Linked DNA regions of Sus scrofa: region 1 is linked to region 2. The links are chromatin contacts, called in public HiChIP or PLAC-seq maps. All regions are on one chromosome and are shown on one strand. The core of a region is the stretch at or near the end of the contact, and the rest is flanking DNA. Distances in the headings are between cores, read along the strand shown.

Region 1 (5,763 bases), core at 2,075-4,574, 520 kb before region 2:
ACTATGGTACTTACCTTTAGTCTGATGAAATTGTTTAACCAGATCTTTTATATCCAGAGAATTATTTCCTGAAGAAATAAATACAGGAAATCAGATACATAAAATTGCCAATTTAAAAAGCTTTCTTTTTCAAAGTAACAAATATATTATCTAAAACAATAACAAACCTTCTCTAAATACAATAAGTTCTTTGAAATAAACTGCTGCAAACTGGGTGATGTTTGGTGGATTGGTTTTGAGAATGGCTCTGCTAACTCCCTCAAGCAGAGTCTTGAGGCCATAAGGTATGACAAGTCTGGGCTTTGAAGAAATCATTCTAGCAAGATGTTTGTAATCTCAACTGTAAAAAAAAAAAAAGTCTTATAAATAGTATATTCATTTTTCATTAACAATTTTATGAACTAACTATAGTTTTTAAGAACAAATCCATCTTCCATTAAAATTACTAGCTTTAGTTCTAATCTCTAGGTATTTATTCTAGTAAAATTGGCTAATTTTTTTTTTTTTTTTTTTTTAGGGCCTCACCCATGGCACATGGTGGTTCCCAGGCTAGGGGTCAAATTAGAGCTATAGCTGTCAGCCTACACCACAGCCACAGCAATGCCAGATCCTTAACCCACTGGGCAAGGCAAGGGATCAAATCTTCGTCCTCATGAATACTAGTCAGATTCGTAAAATGCTGAGCCACGACGGGAACTCCAAATTGGCCAATTTTTAATGGTAGCTAAAAAAAGAACCATACTACCAACAACTTATCATGTACAGATGAGCAATCTAGTACTACTAAATAAGTCTGTATCAGGAGCTCCAGAATGGTACTAAAAGCAAAGAACACCAACCAAACAAAACCTGTTTCTATAAAATTTAGTAAACATTCTGTGCAGGAAAAATCAAAGATAAATTAAGCTCATTTATCTATGTCTCAGAAACATCTTTCCAAACCACATGGCAACCAGCTTTTCTGTACATTCTAATAGAGTACAAAGTAGAATTTCTCCCCCAAAAATCTTTTTTTCTCTTTTCCAAACATATCCCCAGACACAGCGATCATCTTTAAGTGTACATATTTTAGCGTAAAATTTGGGGGAGGCCTCACCTGCCGCATGCAGAAATTCCCAGGCCTGGGGTCAAACCTGTGACACAGCAGCAACAACACTGGATTCCTAACCTGCTGTGCCACCAAGGGACTCCTAGTTTTAAATTTAATTTTGTTTTTAACATTAAGCAGAGTAGTTACTCGTGGTATTGTACTACCTACCACCATATGTACCTCTTTTCTCAGATCATCCCTAAACCTCTGCTTTAGTTTTTCCTCCCCCTCTTTTGCCTTCCTGGATGTTAAGTAGTAACATGGGTATTGCATAGTCTTACTTGTAATTCTGAGTTGCAGATGTTGTCACCCTAAACTGTGTCAGTGTATTCTTTTTCATTCTAAAAAATTATTTAAGGTGGTTTATAAATACACATAAGAACAAAATTAAATATTAAGGCTATCTGTTCAGTAGTTGAGAGGAAAATTATTGTAGGAAAAATAGGATGAAACCAGAGGTAAGGTTAGTATCCCAAATACGAGCCGTAGGTCTTACACTAGAGATTGAGTGTCAGATCAGCTTCCTGAGTTACCAAGTGGCCATCAAATAGAAAACAGTTGGTTAAATGATTCAGGTTTCTTTCTTTCTTTCTTTCTTTTTTTTTTTTTTTTTTTGTGGCTGCACTCATGGCATGTGGAAGTTTCCAGGCCAGGGAGATCGAACCCCTGCCATAGCAGCAACCCAAGCTGCTGCAGTGACAATGCCAGATCCTTATCCAGATGCACAAGAGAGCTCCAATTCAGGTTTCTTGAGATAAAAAACAAATCAGTTGCTTGGGAGAATCACAGATATTCTGGGTACTAAGACCCAGGAGAAATTTCTCCTCTGGGTCTTCATAAAGAGGAGAATAGTGTGGTATAATGAACCACGTCCTCAACAATATCTCTGTAGTAAAGAGAGTAATGAGTTTCATGGGGCTAAATGGCACAGTTTAGTTACAGCAATTATACAAGGGACAAACCTCTAAGAAAGAGTAACTAATGTGTCACAGCAAAATGTTGAATATTTAAAAGCATATTTCATCTTCCCAAAGATCAGGGGGAAAAAATGATCAATATTAGCCAAAGCAAAACCTTTGAGAATATAATTAAGGGTATCTTATTCAATCTAATGAAAACTTACTATCAGAGTATCATTTAATGGGAGCTTTACTGAATTAAACCATCTTTAAAAAACCTGTAGTGCAGCTCTGGCAGGACCATATGCTAAACGTTAAGGGACATAGGTGGTAATTAAATGGATGATGCACATACATTTCATTTACATTTATACACACACACATATATATTTTTAAATTACATCCTTGCACCCAGTGTGAGTTGATAGGTCATGTTTTGAAAGTGGCTTACCAGTAACCATGATGGAGCTAACAAAACACACTCTCTGTAGTCAGTCAGCAGTTGGTGCTGCCAATCTTGGGGAGAGCACCCACTCAATGATCCTAAATATGCTGCACTCCCACCCCTTCCCAGATGTTGTGAATGTTCGGGGCTGTTAAGCGCCCTAGGATCAGGGATGCTGAGCATCCTACAAAGCAGTCCCGTACAAAGAACTGTCCTGAAGAAGATGAGAAATACTCTAACACCAATTGTAAGTAATCAAAGGGTAAAGGCACAAATACAGACGCTTACACCTTACTTATTCTCCTCAAACTTCACCTTTAAGCAATGTTTGTCAAAAACAAATTTTACAATCTCCACCCTCCACATCAAAATGAGAACTTCCGCTAACCCATAACATAGGGGGAACGCCTGAGCAGGAAAACGGTGCCTTTGGCTGAGGATGCAAGAGTGGTAGCTTCGGAATCACAGAAAATGAAAATGGTACCCACTACTGACTCCCTAAAGACCTAGGCTGGGGTCTGTGATGGTTTTGCCGTTTGGGTGGCTTAATGGAGAGGGCGGTAAGACGTGGGACAGCGGGCGTCCGGATTCCACGTCGCCTAGTTCAGCGGTGGCGGTGGCTGACCTGCCGGCCCGGACCCCGAGTCCACCACACGGGTACTGGCCTGCTGGTGCCTCACTGGCTGGTGTGGGCCCTCCTCAGCCCGCAGGCCTTCCACTCCGGAGCCCTACGCTGTCCCGACACTTGAGGAACCGCCCGCAAACCCCACCGCGAGAGACACCGCGAACTCCTAACTGCCGCTGGGAAGCGGGGAGAAAGGCAGGTGCCTTTGAGCCAGACTCGCCGCACCTTCTCCTTTCCGGCTACGCTCTAATGAGCTTCCTCGCAGCCCCCTTGCCGGCGGCTCCTGTAGGAGTCCGCGCTCCCGCAGGGTCTTATATACCCCTGGAGACGTCAGGCCTACGTCACAAAGTCCCGCCCTCGTGCTTGAAGGCCCGGACAGCAGCGGAAGGGGTGGGGGTGGGGGTGGGCTCAACGGTCTCAGCCAATGGTGAGCCGAAAAGGACAAAGGCCGGAACTCCGAGGAACCGGGAGGCGTTCTTCCCCTTTTCCAATAGAATACAAAATGACGTGGTAAACTGGCATTTACAAACGGCCAGGAGTCAGGGTTGGTCAAGGAGACGGCGCCTCTGCTTTGGATCTCTCAATCTAAAGTAAGAGCTGGCTTGGAAGGAAATAGGTTTACAGTAATTCTATCTTGCTGCCACCTCTCCTTTTCACACTACTCTTCTTCCAATAATCTGTTGTTCTCCAGTCACCCTAGAGGAGTATTTCTGCCACGATGTACATAAAACTGACACAAAGATATTATACAACACAGCGCTTTTCCTCTTGAGAAACTCGTCTATCAAAAGAGAACTTGGCATTGATCCTGAGGTTTCTCTCCATAATTCCGAATCTTGCAATACACCAGGCACAAGTACCTCCCTAAACCAGACTGTCAGCAGCAGGTTACAAGAGGACGATGTAACTTCAGTTCCGTTTTGCCAAAATAGAGGAATGCCAACTCATTTAAAATATATCCCCTCTCTGCTTTTATGCCCATCCAGGTTCTTATTTGCGTTGGGCATTAAATAACATCACAGTCACAATTATGAGATTCCAAGCAGCCTTCATTGTAACCCATTTTCTCATGTTTAAAAAGCAACAAAAATCAGTCTAAGTCAACCGCTAAAAACTGACAAAGCCGTTTTTTTCTTCCTGTAGAAAAAATTAAGACTTCCAGCACACTTGGCAGTAAGTGGCAGTGCTAAGGCCCCAGCCTACATCTGTATGTGGCACACAGCACCTTCTGAGAATAGTAATTCGTCATTATTGAGTGCTTTTTATCAAGCCCGCTTTCCCATAAAGATTACCTTTGAAAAGTAGAAATGCTCTTTTAGACTTTGTGATAGAGCTGCAGATGGTACATTTTTGGGGGTCCTTATTTCTCCCAGCCCCACTTTGCTAGTGTAAATAAAAGAGAAATGAGGTTGTCATGATTTTTGGTGGTTTGGTTTATACTTAAAGTGTAGAGAAACAGATATTAAGAAGCCCAAGTACAAACCTTAGAGGCCCCACTGATGGTGACTTTTGGAATGAGAGACGGGTACGCTTGTGTCGCCTAACCAACCTTCTTGGGTCTTGAACACCAAATTATGTTTGGTACTGTGCTGAATTATCTGTAACTTAGAAGGCAAACTTATACTCCTTCCACATTTCTGCAATGACTGTTTTGTCCAAGTCCCTATGAAATGCAAATTGTTATACTGAAAACATTTTAACAACAAAATTTTTCAAACCATTATTTGCTGCTTTGATTTCTACAACTCATGATTTGAAGTGGTTTTTACAATCTTCCGGTCCTTGTGTTCCATCTCTTTCAGTCACTGGGCATCTATCTAAAATGTCAATCTACTTTGTACATTACTCCTTGCCCTCACCCTGCAAATCCTTAAATCTACGGAAATGCAACATTCTTGGTGTAACCTCTGTGTAACTTAGTCTCATTTTACCACTTGGTTTCCATTGACTCTATTGAGACCAGATCTGAACATATATGCTGTTAGTCACCTCTGTGCCTTTGCTCACCAGGTCCAAAGCCTGAGACATCCTTCTCCTCCTTTAAAACTCAGCTCAGGAATCTCCTACTGTAGAAAACCAGTGGGTTAGAAGCATTTTATTCAGTGGCCCCATAATTTGCACTCTACAACCAAGCATACCTTTACTGTATGTTTGGCTCTTCTCTCAGATTTACTAAATACTTACCCAAAGATGATAACCTAAGGGCAAAGCCTTTCTAATGCAGACTACCTGCCTCAGAATTATCCTGGGAGCCTGCTAAAAATGTCTTCCTATGCCCTACCTAGAACCCATTCAAACAGAATCTCAGAGTAGGGCTAATGTGTACAACGAAAATTTAAGACCCACTAGCCTATGGGAGGGGAAATGAGAAATTCAGCGTTTATCTAAAATACAAGTGTGGTTTCTATTAAATACCCTGGTCATCTAGGAGCTAGAGCTCAGCCCCTTGCTAGTTTTCATAAGACAGCTAATTGGGTGATTTTTGCTCACTTCCACTGAAGGGGCGCATCTTCTCTGGACCAACTTTCCCTCCTCTTGCTCCCCCACCCCACAGCCCCAAACGCGGTCCTTTTCTCTGTGTTTCCTCTTCCTACCTTCAAGTCCTCTCCCTCTACTATGTATCTTCTTGGGATGATCTGAAGCTCAAAAGTTTTTTTTCTACAAAATATACCAACAGCATCCAAAAAAAAAAAAAAAAAAAAAA
Region 2 (5,913 bases), core at 2,783-5,282:
ACACTGGATCCCAGATATTTATCTGTGACCTACACCACAGCTCACGGCAATTCGGTCCCTTAACCCACTGAGGCCAGGGATCAAACCCACGTCCTCATGGATACTAGTCACGTTTGTAATCTGCTGAACCACAATGGGAATTCTCAGGTTAATTTTCTTAATAAATAGCTTAAATAAATCAATATAAAAAAACTGATAGAAAATGAACACAGAAAGAAATAAAATCACTTATAGATGGATGAAAAATTCTGGCTCTCATAATTAATGAAACACAAATTAAAGCATCATAGTATTTTTTAAAATAAGAAATAAAATAATTAAAATCACAGATGTCATTCTTCACCTATCAGAATGGCAAAGATAAGTGTTGGCAAGGAGATAGAATCAGGTATTTCCAAGTGCTGTTAGCAAAGATATAAACTGCAGTCTCTTTGGAGGGCAATTTGGTAATAATCAAAACTAAAGTAAATACTCCCTTTGATTCAGCAGTATACAATTTTTGAAACAGCTCCATCTGTAGATGTTAGTAAAGATTTAGGTGCAGGAATGTCCATTACATTGTTTCCGGTAACAAAAGTAACAAACCAAGCATCCAACAGGAGACTGATTAAATAAAATATGCAATGGATTGAAAACTATTAACAGATTATTTCTAGCCTTCTCCTTCCATTTGCTAGGTTAAAAAAAAATTGTTTTGGGTCCATGTTCTCATCTCTCTCCCTAAGGAAAATGTTCAATAGCTTTTAGAATTTTCTCATGCAGTATCTGGAAGAAAGCAGAGGGCACAGAAAGATGCAAAGCTTTGTGGAATCCAGACCAGCTCAGGCATTGAGGAAGTATAAGAAAATGAAAGGTGAATGTATGTAATGTTACTGGAGATAGACAACCCCTTCACATGTAGAAATGCATTTGAGGCTGGAGTTATTTTGAAATACTTTTTGGTTGAGGAACTCTACTTCACTAACTTGGGCACTGCTCTGAGACTAAGCCTACATTGCTGGCTTCAGAGATGTCATATAGGAGTTCCCATCGTGGTGCAGTGGAAACGAATTCCACTAGGAACCATGAGGTTGCAGGTTCGATCCCTGGCCTCACTCAGTGGGTTAAGTTTCTGGCGTTGCCTTGAGAGGTGGTGTAGGTCACAGACTCAGGTCAGATCCCACTTGGCTGTGGCTGTGGTGTAGGCTGGCAGCTGTAGCTCAGATTTGACCCCTAGCCTGGAAACCTCCACATGCCACTATTTCGGCCCTAAAAAGCAAAAAACAAAGAAAGAAATGTCAATTACTCACAATGGAATCCCATAAAGCTTGTAAAGATAGGGAGGTGGAAAAGCATATTGCTAAATGTAAAAAAGCAAGCTGCAAACCGTATACCACCATATGTTCCCTCTTGTTTAAAAAGCCCATAAATTATATTCACATACGTGTTTTCAAATGCATAGAAGTTTTCTGGAGGCTGTTTCTGCAAATTTATAAAGATGCATCATCTCATAATTTCATAGACCCTTTCGTTTTTTGTCCTTTATTTTTATGCAATCATTGCTGAATGGTGTTTACAGTGAAAGTGGAATAGAGCATTACTTTAAAAGTCTCTTAGAATCTGAACAACATGTCAGATGAAATACAAATGCACAATGTAAAAACAAGTTTTATTTGGGGAACTCACTGAGGACCATAGTCCAAGAGGCAGCCTCTGAGAGATATGAGGAAATCTTCTGAAGAAATGATGGAAGAGCCAGGGTGTATATGAAATTTTTTCAATAGGTAAAAATATGTTGTCAGGCATAAAAAGATTACCACTAATCACAAAGAACAGGCATCTCAAGTTAATGATTGCATTACTTTTCTAAGTTTGGGAAGATGAAAGAATCTGGAGTCTTTGGAAATTTTCCTTAGATATGCATCTTAACTACCTAGTGGCCAGTATATCTTATGCACAGAAAGCTTTGTCTTTTTTTCCATCCTGAATTCCCCTCAGGGTTCGTACAGTAGCAACTGCAGTGGCTAATGGCTTAATCCTTGTAGAAGTAGATTATGAGCAACTTTTTTTCCTTTACACACCTTAAAACAATTTTCAGAGAGGGAGAAAATGCACCACTATGATTATCCATAATGGAGGATCATAAATGATATTTTCTTGTAAATTGTAAACTTTTGTGTATTTTTCAAAGTTTCTATTACTATTCAAAGTAATTTGTAAGCATGGATTACTTTATCAACAACAAAAAAATCTTTTAAATATATGATCATTTATTTTTCAAATATATGCTAGGCTTTTGGGTACTGTTGAAGCTGTACAAAAAACAAAAGCAGAAAAAAAAATATGTCTAAAAAATCTTTTTGTTATTATTTTGGAGAATAGTGGACATAATTTGTCCAGTATCAAAATTTCTGCCCATCCCAGAAATATCTCATACGGTGCTTTGAAGTTTCCTTCACTCAGGAGGGCTGGTTAAACCACAAAGAACTGGCTTCACTTCCTAGAGTTTCTGATTCAGAGCATCCAGGGTGGAGCCCATAACTTGAATTTCTAACAGATCCCCAGGTGGTGCTGCTGCCAATGGTTCAGTAATAGCATTTTTTTTTGGCGGCCCCTGGGGCCAGGAATGGAAACCATGCCACAGAAGGGACCCTAGCCCATGCAGTGACAATGCCGGATCCTTAACCTGCTGAGTCACAAGGGAACTCCTCAGTAACAATATTTTCAGTACCTCTGCAGGAAGCCTGATACTTGATCATCAGGGCGAGCACTAAGAGCCTGAGAGCAAGCAGTGCATGAGGCTAGGAGGTCATCATGGAAGATCTAGGGCTGATGGTCCAGAGGAGATTCCTATAGTTTCAATACCCAGCCAGTTACGTGGACTTTTCAGAGCAGGCAGAGGCGGTCGGGAGGCAAGTCAGTGACTGAATCAGCCACTTTGTAGAGTAGGAATGAGAACATCAGCTGTATCGTGGTCCTAACTCAATTGGAGTTGATCATTGCTACAGATGGATAGTCAACCTTTTCATTGTAAATTGGCTTCTACTGTGGGAAGAAGAAATTCTTTCCTCCATTTCCTTAACTACAAAATCGAAATGACTTATGCTTTTGAGTGCTCTTAATAATTGAAACCTGAGGAGAAATGTTACCAGAAATGAATATAATAATAATAGGTATTAAAACCAAAAAAGATTATCTCAACCAAGTGTAAGACTCAAAACCCAAGATGCTTCTTTTTTTTTACTTTCGTGATAGTTCACCTAGAACCTAAAGGACTCTAGTCCCACCCACCAGGGGTGATTTGGGGGTGGAGGGGGCTCTTGTTCCGGCCGCCGGTTCTCTGTCACGCTCGGTTCCCCCAGCAGATGGTGCAGTTCTAGCGCTTTTACAAAATGGGCTGAGCAGATAGAAAACAGAGATTGGGTAGCTCAGAGGCATCGCCCACTGCCACGCTCCGCCCATCGAACTGTCAGATCACAACACTGTCAGGCCACTACGTGGCACCGCCCCCAGCTTTGCTAGAAGTGTCCAGACACGGGTTTCCTTTTGGGTGACTGGGTTTGGAAGAAAAGCTTGCTCCGGGTGCTAACTGGGGACGAAGTAAACACATATTCCTCTGAGAAGTGGGGTCTCCATTGAGAAAACGGTCCCCAAGCATTCCCATTTACTAAAACCTTCTCGTCCACAGTCTCCAATCCAGGAAAGACAAAAAGGGGAGAAATGAGTTGAAGCATCAAACCCACACATCGATGGGACAACTCAGAAATATCCTTTTCAGGCCGGATTCCAAAGGTTCAGCGGCTCAAGTCGGGGCGTCCCCAACCCCTTGACGTGCCCCCAGGCGCAGCAGGGCGGAGAAGCGCAGAGCCGGCACTTGGGAGGGTGCCGTGGCCTCACGAGGTCGGGTCCCGCTTAGCCCCGCCCCTGTCCCGCCCAAGACGAGTCCAGGGCGTCCCGGCAGTGGCTCCACCCAGAAGTGGGAGGGGCCGACGACGCCTTCCTTCCTGACCTGCGCGCGCAGCCAGCCGGCTCTGGTGTCTGTTCCCTCCCTCAGCCGGCGCGGCAGCCTGAGACGTCTCGGGACGCTGAACCGGACTGCCAGCTGAACCTCGGACGTCCGCCGCCCGGCGTCGCGGCAGCATGAGCGCGCGCGGCCCGGCCTTCGGCCTCCTCCTGCTGCTGCTCTGCCCTGTGCAGGTGAGCGGATGTCCGCGACCTGGGCGGGCTCTGGGGGATGTAGTGGGGCCGCGAATCGGGGAGGGTGGCGGGCTGTGCTGCGGCTTAGACGCCTCCGGTCCCAGAGGGGACCAGCCGCTGGGCGGCTGAAGAAGTTGGTCTAGCGGTGGAGCTCCTGGAGATGCCCCCCGCCCACCTCTCCCGTGCCTTCTGTCCACGCACATTTCCCTGTGGTCTGGAAGATGGCTACTGAAAGCTGCCTGTTTGACCTGTCTTGAACCCATTCCACCTGTGGTCACCTAATTTATGGGTTTAGGATGTGGAATCAGAGGGAAGGAGGAAAGTGGGTAGAGAGGGTAGGGTTCTTATTTAGTCTGCCTTTTTCCTCCTCTTAATTCTGCCACATGCACACGAATTCTTTATAAATTTATTTAGAAGATCTGACCACTTTATGTTTCTTTTTCTCCTTCCCTAAAGCTGAGGGTGGGAGAGGAGGTAAAGGAAACTATCCATTTAGGCACCAAATTGGAGCAGACCTAAGTACTTTATGTATGTCAGTGTGATCTTCTAAAGAGCGCAAGTGACTTCTTATCCGCTCCCTTTACGTCTTGAGAAACAGGCTCACAGGTGTAGTGGCCATTGAATTTCGTCTTGTCACATTACTAGCTCTGGAGAGAATGGGGCCTGGAGCTCCGAGTCCTGACTCCCTGGGTCGGCTTTCCTTTGGTTTAATAGCCTTGGGCCTCAGCCCTTGCTGCTGTTTGTGTCTAGAGTGTTCTCTTTTAAAACTGTGGAAGTCAGGGGGAATGTCTAAGGATGTAGTGCTGATTAAACCAGATCCAGATGAAGGAATGAGCCTCTGGAATCCCCTGCCCTGGTGCCCACTCATGGGTGTGTCAGTGATGAGGGGTTAGTGAGTCATAGGGGAAAGCAAACGAAGGGGTTTCCTGTACTAGAAAAACCTCTCCTTGGACTTCTGCATCCTTCTCAGAAGGAGACAGGTGGTGCTGACCCAGGAGAGGCCTCCTGGCTGTGCCTGCGGTGGGGGGCTCACCCTTCTGGTGCCTGGATGTGATGGGAGGCGGAGGAAAGCAAGTTTCAGGCAGGTGGTTTGGAATGGGGTCAGCTGGTAGACCACCTGCTGGCTCTTGGGCTTTGCACACTTTATTCTTTCAAGTCTAATGTTTTCCGAAGATAAATAATACCTCACATGACTAGTAATGTGATATGTGGAGAGACCTCATCACTGTAGTAAAAACTCAGGAAATAGTAGCAGTTAGTTGCTTTGAAAATAGAGTGATTCAGTTTCCCTTGAGTTTTAGGTCAGGGTCTAATAGGCAGGCTTTGCATTGCTAAGTAGCTTTTATCTCGGAAATCCTTTTACCTCAAGGTAGTGGCCAAGGCTGATGGCCAGTGAGGGCCTCTTCTCCTAGGACTTTTGAGACAGGTCAGAAGTTGATCATAAGTTTCTTGCAAAACTCCTTGAGAGGGTTTGTAAATATGAACTGGAAATGCTTTTGTTATTTTAGGATTAACTCCCTCTTGTCTACACAGGCTTTCAGTACACCCAAACAGAGAGCAGGGCTGGTGGTAGGACTCCCTGCTTTTAGAATTCTCACTGATGACAGCAGCTCGTCTGGGTTCAGTGTGAGCTCTAATAAAGTTCTGTTGCAGAATTCCAGACTAACTGTCCTCCATAAGGTCTGAAATATATTTTGGGGGGATTTTTGCCCTCCTTAATTTTTTTTTTTTTTTGGC

Evidence for each region. HiChIP or PLAC-seq counts read pairs in DNA pulled down with a chosen protein or histone mark.
Region 1: an H3K27ac HiChIP or PLAC-seq map of alveolar macrophages shows a contact between it and region 2. The contact joins the promoter of CABYR here to the promoter of NPC1 in region 2. A contact is called at or near these places in 2 of 47 Hi-C or Micro-C datasets (blood and heart right ventricle) and 2 of 2 datasets of contacts at active chromatin or transcription factors (alveolar macrophages and skeletal muscle).

What each region holds. Positions count from the first base shown.
Region 1 is chr6:108,968,901-108,974,663 of Sscrofa11.1, reverse strand. It overlaps CABYR (calcium binding tyrosine phosphorylation regulated), which reads right to left and starts at 3,324. Exons shown (of 6, transcript NM_001348767.1): 1 at 3,285-3,324; 2 at 168-340; 3 at 15-68. The coding sequence starts at 315.
Region 2 is chr6:108,448,605-108,454,517 of Sscrofa11.1, reverse strand. It overlaps NPC1 (NPC intracellular cholesterol transporter 1), which reads left to right and starts at 4,032. Exons shown (of 26, transcript NM_214322.1): 1 at 4,032-4,176. The coding sequence starts at 4,120.